Linked DNA regions of Mus musculus: region 2 is linked to region 1. A link is a contact called in public Hi-C data. All regions are on one chromosome and are shown on one strand. Each heading gives the region's core, a stretch centred on a gene start, on an enhancer-like site or on the middle of the called end of the contact. The rest is flanking DNA. Distances are from core to core; before and after follow the strand shown. Region 1 holds the start of Tlcd3a (TLC domain containing 3A). Region 2 has its middle 16 kb from the start of Rflnb.

What was found. A called contact is a pair of places that touch in the nucleus more often than the background predicts.
Region 2: a Hi-C map of cerebral cortex shows a contact between it and region 1, with 3 times the contacts expected there. The contact joins the enhancer-like site here to the promoter of Tlcd3a in region 1. A contact is called at or near these places in 1 of 39 promoter capture datasets (the SN4741 cell line), 1 of 484 Hi-C or Micro-C datasets (cerebral cortex) and 3 of 9 other capture datasets (adipose tissue, embryonic stem cells and liver).

Annotation. Positions count from the first base shown.
Region 1 is chr11:76,200,023-76,203,363 of GRCm38.p6, reverse strand. Tlcd3a (TLC domain containing 3A) reads right to left here and starts at 1,272. Exons shown (of 5, transcript NM_027773.4): 1 at 1,109-1,272; 2 at 729-812. The coding sequence starts at 1,230.
Region 2 is chr11:76,041,818-76,045,217 of GRCm38.p6, reverse strand. No RefSeq gene overlaps it. Among named protein-coding and RNA genes, the nearest start is that of Rflnb, 16 kb to the right of the region's middle. Within about 2 kb of position 2,052, at least 43 of the 459 cell types and tissues checked have an H3K27ac peak or open chromatin away from gene starts, as enhancers often do. A contact at or near this core is called in adipose tissue and cerebral cortex, where this site is marked.

The sequences.
Region 1 (3,341 bases), core at 23-2,522:
AGAAAAGTGGTTTGAAGAGCCCAAGTGGGAAGATAAATAAGAGCATCTTAGTGTGGTGGCACATCTGCTTGTTATTCCACGCTTGGGAGACAGATGGAGGAGGTCAGGTCTACAGATAAAACAAAAGCACCACCGCCACCCATGTCTAAACAGGATAGTCCATCCTGGTCTTAATTTATGATTTGTCCTACTTAAATGTTACAGATAACACTTTCTGGCCTGACTTTGGGCACAAATGTTTCAGTTTTCTGAAGGTACCAGAGACCTCTTTTTTATCTTGAGCAAAGGGGGAAAGCAAGAACAGCATCTGCGGGCAAGAGAGGGTGGACCTCGAGGTCAGAAGTTGGTCACAGACACTGCTACTATCTCTGCTAAAGGCTGTTCCAGAGAGAGAACCCAGAGAGCATTTAAAAGAACCAAAAGCCATCCTCCCATTCATAAAGAGGGACTGTCAGACCACACTGTCCTTTAACGCATTACTTTAAGTCTGGCTCAGTTTCTTGCTCTATAGCATTTTTCCACTTTCCCCTCGGTTCTCCTAAAGTGGGATGTTGGAAGCAGCAAGAGGAAAGCACTAATTAGGGTGCACTGGTTTTACCACCAGGCAATCACATACATCATAGCATGACAAAGAATTAGTATCCGTGAGCCACTAAGATGTTAAAATTTGGAGTGGGAGGGGCCCTCAGCCCGGGTATTTGTACTTCCCACCTCGGAAGGGACTTTACCTGTCTGAGACCACGTTCTTGCAGGAGATGATGACGGTGAGCCCCGCCCAGGTGGCCAGCACTGCCTGCACTGAGGACACTAACCTGAGGTGGGGCAGAGAAGAGAAACCAAAGAAAGCGTTTTTACTCCAGGACTACGGACAGCACAAAGCACGAACTCCAACCTGCCTTTCCCGGGCCGAGGCGCCCTCCAGGGCGGCCATGGCGCCGCGATGCCCAGAGCAAGGGCAGCGGGCGGGAGTCGCACACTCCCTGCCCTTCCCTCCCAGGTCCGCTGCGAACCGAGGGGCGCTTCCCGTCGCCCCCTTCCCGCCCGCAGCCCCGCGCAGGTCCGCAGCAGAGGGCAGCGCCCCGCCGGGGCAGGCGGCGGAGTGTGATACCTGGTGCCGACCGTCAGGCAGTCGTCTTCCGTCCATCCGGGCCGCAAACGGTGCAGCGCCCAGATGCTGAGCGCGAAGAGCCCGGGGAAGAAGAGCGCGCCGCTGGCTAGAGTCAGCAGCATGGATGCGGGTGCGGCCGCTCGCTGCGCGGCGTGCTCCGGGCTGGCGGCTTGGCCGGCTCTCCCTATTTCTAATCTCCACCCGCCCCGCCCGGCCGCCGCCACTCGGGCCCCGCCGGCACTGGCCGCCCGCCCGCGGCGCTCCCCCGCGTGACCAGCGCGCCGGCCGCGATAGGCGCGGGCAGGAGCTGGGGCGGGGTCTAGTTGTGAGGCTGCCTGGTCCCCTCTCTGTCCCCGCGGGCGCGGCCAGGGGCCTCCCTGCAGGACGTGCACGATGCGGTCCTGGATCCCAGGTCTCTGGCTGAAGGACCGGGCGGGCTATGGCCATCTGTTCTCATACACAGAGCATTGTCACTTCCAAAGGGAGTGACAGTCACAGAGTGGCTTCTCAGGGATGAATCCCCAAAGAGGCTTCAAAGCCTGTGTTTCCTCCCTGCTGTGGAACTTACGGACCTCTTGGCTTTGGGTCCAGATACTACCTGAGTCTTGGAAACTGTGTTGAGGATTACAGCTGTGACCTTATTTAACAGTTCTTGGACCAAATGATTCCACTTTAATTTAGCACCTTGAAACTTGCGAGACAGTCCAGTTGTCTCAGTATCGCTAGCTTTTCCTGGGGAGAGAAACTGCTTTGGTTTGTAGCTTCCTAACTTCATAAATGTGTGAATGTGTGGGTAGGTGGGTCTTACAATTCATTAATGCCCAGTAACATGGAAAAGTACTACAGGTCTCTTCAAATCACCGGCATGAATACTGCTCTGCAAAGTCTCATTAGAGTGCTTTGGCGGGAACAACTGGGCTCAGCCATTCTGGGCCACGTATTTCCTCAACTGTGGAGGGAGGAAACTGGATACATGCCCTTCAAGGCTTTTCCAGTTGTGAAGTCTTATGATTCTGGGATCGCTATAAAATAACAGATGGTTTCTGAAAGATGCCAATAAATTAACATTCGGTTAATGGTATAGAAATATAACAAATATATCTTTTGCTTGTTTCAATTTGTATATAATTATTGAGTCTGAGATTTTCTAAACTTTAAAAGGTAATTCCTCTTTTATATGTAATTTTACTATTGCTAGGCTGTGATCCCTTTTGGGTGAAGACAGCTCTTCATATCTCCCTATATGTTGCTAATGTGAGTTTAGTTGAAATGAAAGTAACAAAGCTCAAAGAGAACTGGGCTGTCATACACTTAGGGCAGGCTGCATCTCTGCCCCCCCAGTTCGCAACTAACATAGACAGTAAAATGAAAAGGACTCTTCAGTTTGGTACCAGGGGGACTCACAAATAAGACTCTCAATATGAACATCTATCTATCTGTAAACTTTTCATTCTCTCCAGAAAACATCTTTCTGCATCCCACTTTCTATCCCCTATGCATGCATCGTGGTCATCTCCAGCTCTCTCTGTGACTTACCCTCTCAGCTGGGAGAGAAAGCAGCATGTAATAAGCATGCTAACACTGGCCTCTCCTAGACTCCTAGCAACTGGTGTTTCATATATGGACATAAAAGAAAAATCAGCTTCCAACATTGTGTCCAAAGAAGTCACCACGGTGTTTAGATTGATTCACCATAAAGTCAATAAGCATAAAATTGAACTTGTTTTTTCAGGTGGTCAAACTCCTTTGGGAAAATGATAACGCTGAACCAAAAGTGCCAAGCCCTAAGGGAAGGTAGGAGGGAGCACTGAACTAAAGTAATAATAAATGAAAGCCATGCCTTTGATCCCAGCACTAGGGAGGCAGAGGCAGTTGGATCTCTTGGTCCAAGGCCAGCCTGGTCTACAGAACAAGTTCTAGGACTGTCAGGGCTACACAGAAAAACCCTGTCTCAAAACAACCACAACAAACCAAGCAAACGCCAACAAACCTGTCCATCCTTCAGAGTATGTTTTTGCCATGTTGAGTATCCAGCCTGCAGCCTTACACTTGTCAAGCATGTGTTTAACTACTGAGCTACATTCCCAACCCACTCCAAGCCTTCAAGCCTTAACAAACATCTTCTCCTCCACAAAGGTGCTTCTGCCAGACAGATTTATAAATTCATTTTCTTTCTTTTTTTTAAGATTTATTTATTTATTATATGAAAGTACACTGTAGCTGTCTTCAACAC
Region 2 (3,400 bases), core at 803-3,302, 160 kb after region 1:
GACCACAACTTCAGTGTGACCACCTTTATTGACAGCTTTCGTCCTGGTACTAAACGTGTTAGCTGTTAGAACAGAAAGATCTGGGCCCTAGACTTGATCCCAGATCCCAGACCCACTTCTTGAGCATGATCGCCACAGCAGGAAGGCTCGCCTGGTTATCTCCGGCTATCAGAGTGCTCAGCTCTGATCTGGGCCTCCTTCCTTTTCTCTCCTTTGTTCTCTTAACCCCTGGGCTACACACCAGCCCTAGAGCCTCATTTCTTCATCAGCACCTAGCCTGTTCTTGCTAGGAGGAATCACTCTCGTGTGTTAAGCATGTTTAAATTCTAATCAGAAAGAAAACAAGTAGCAAGGAAAAGATGTGTGGCCCTTGGTCAGGATGTATCACAACCCAGACAAGTGCAGAAGCTCACTGGGCCTTAGCTGGGGGCTGGGGGTCCCCTCTGTGCTGCCCTATTGGAAAGCAGGCATGTGGCTATCCCCAGACAGCACAGCCAAGTCAGCCACCTGCCACCCACCCTGGGGAGCTGAAGCCAGTGGGCTCCTCCCACCCCTGGCTACTGTGTACTGTGTGCTGTGCGCACACAGCTTATTAAACTTGTCTTTTTGGCTCATTCATGAGAGGCTGGTTTTCCAGCCAATCTCTATGGTGGTACTGAGCGGTCAAGCGGCTGTTTCTCCCAGTCAGTGGTCACAGCAGCGAAGTGACTGACTTGATGTATCACGCTGTCAGAAACCACGTAGGAGCCAGCAGATAGGTGTCAGTAGGAGTTATGTTAAATGTCTTCTTGATGAAGACTGAATCCAGCATGTTCTGTACAGCCTCTTCCTCACCTGGGGAATGCATTAGACTCCCTCGGGGCCCTCTGAGAAATGCAGATGTCTAGAGACTGAACTGTGAGTCTGCAGAGGAGCCTGCTGGGTCTATGCTTAGGAGCCACACAGGTGATTACAGTTGTCTGTCAGTATCCACAGGAGACTGCTTCCAGGACCACACACACCCCATGCAGATACTCTGTCTCTTCTATAAAATAGCACCGTGTGTGTAAACAATCCCAGCACATCCTTTAGTTGAATCTGAGTACCTCTGGACTATGTATAGTGCCTCATATAATGTAAATACTACATAAATAGTTGGGTTGCTGGGGTTGTTTTTGGTTTTTGATAGTGGTTTTGTTTTGTTTTAATACAGTCTCACAATGTGGTCCAGGCTGACCTTGAATTCATAACCCAAGCTGGATTCTCAGCTACAGGTGTGCACTTCCATACCTGGAAATAAATAGTTGTTAACACTGAGTGGCTTAGGGACTAGTCACAATTTAAAAACTAGTTTGTAGGCTCAGACAGGCCCAGTCCTCCCCACCTCCCAGACACTATTACTGCCTTTGGTTGAAACCACACTTGTGTGACCCACAGGTATAGAGGACCAACTGTAGAATGCTATCACCCCTTGCAGTGAAAAGAAAAGGACTTTATTGAAAGAGTCCTGTAGCCCATTTTCTCTGGCTATCTAACTTGAGGCTTCAGCCAGAAGCTTTGTCTATTATTGTTACTTCTACTTCAAAACATACATAGCTAGGCATATGGTACGTACCTTTAATTCTAATACTAAGGAGGCAGTGGAAGGCAGACCTCAGGAGTTAGAGGCCAGGCTGTGTAGTGGCTTCCAGACTAACCAGGGCTACATAGTAAGACCCTATAGCAGAAAAACAGAATGAACAACAGCAACAAAATTTAAGAGTTCTTTGCATATCTTCTGTTAGAGCAGATAGCTGGCTTAGAGATGTCAGGCTAGAGAAAGTTTCATTTAGACTATGCCTACAAAACAGGAGCCACAAAGAACCACTGGCCTCTCACAGAGCCTTGCAGGTTCAAAGCCTTGGGTTCATGTCTGTCACTGAAAAGAAAATTCTTTTCTGGCAGAACAAAGACTCAGCACCCAAGACTCTGCCCAGCACCCAGAAAGGTGCCCATTGTGCATACATCTCAAGTGGCTCTTAGAACAGAGAGCGCAGGTCCTGCCTGCTGCCTGCTGTGGGGGTGTTACTCAGGCCCATCCCCTTTGAGTTGCTATTGGAAGAGGAAGCCTGGCTCCCTGTTTACAGAAGGCTCAGGGAAGTGCCAGAAACACGCAGCTGGAAATGTCATTCCTCTCCCTAGGAAGCGAGGTCTCAAAATAACCAGTTTGCTTGAGGGGGAAGGCAAGTTCCACACTTCTTGTCTACTCCAAGTTGGATTCCCAAAAATAAAATAGTTCGGGCTGACTGCATCGGGCCATTTAAGTAGCCTTGGAAACAGGCTTGTGAAAAGCCAGCAGACATGAAGAGAACCATTACGTTTTACAAATGAAATAAAAATTTCCAGTCCCATCCTAACTGTCCGTCAAAAAAGCATGTTGAACCTGCAGAATTTTGCACCTTTGGGAGATGTAAATTTCTCTCAAAAAAAAGATCATTCTTTTGTGTAAGTGTCTTTCCTTTTGCCCATCTGGAATTAATTTCTTGGTGCATCTTGAAATACAAAAATACTTCAGTTAATTAAAGCATTACTGAATGTCATTTGCTAGAATGTCTTCTCTACTGCTGACAGAAAACAGAAGGGACCCTAGGAAGAGCCTCGAGCTTCCCTTCCAGCAGTGAGGCAGGTGGAGGGAACAGTCTAAAGAGAACGTGGCAGTCCTGAGCCATCGCTGGCCGTCCAACTGCAGTGGCACCCAGCGTCTGAATGTGTGTCAAGTGTTCTGCTTCTGGTTTGGATTCCACTTTGCACCGAGTTTCCATCCCTTGGCTTTCCCTCCCCTTCCTGTCCCAGTCTCAGCCCAGTTTCCCATGTGGCTGCCCAGAGATCCCTTGCCTATGCAGAGCAACTTAGTCCTGTCTCCTCCACAGCTGGGTGGGCATTCTGCAATGAGATCTTTTAGGGAATTCTGATGTTTCTTTCAACAGTGGAAAATCTGCTGCAGCACTTCCATTAGTCTGGCCTGAGATCTTTACTTACTTTCCATCCATCGTCACCAGCTCCTGCTTCCACAGGCCAGCCAGGGATGACTCTCTTGAGAAAAGAAGCACTTCCGATTACCCACCCTGGAGGGCTTCGTGTAGGATGATTTTCCTACCAGTCCTCCGCCTTCTCACCTACAAAGCCAGGCAAAGGGAGCACTGGTGAGCAGTGGCCTATGAAGAATGTGTCCACTGGAAACAAAAGCAGACCGGGATGGAAACTTCCACAGAATCCCTGCTCTGCAGGTCTGGTCCTAGCACTCTGACATTGGGCCAGACATTGATCCTCTGTGCCTTAGCTTGTAACATCTGTGAAAAAGGATTATAAATCTTTTCAGTAATCTTTGGAGGTTTTTGTTTTGTTTTGTTTTGTTTTAATGAGACAGATAGATCCAGGCTGG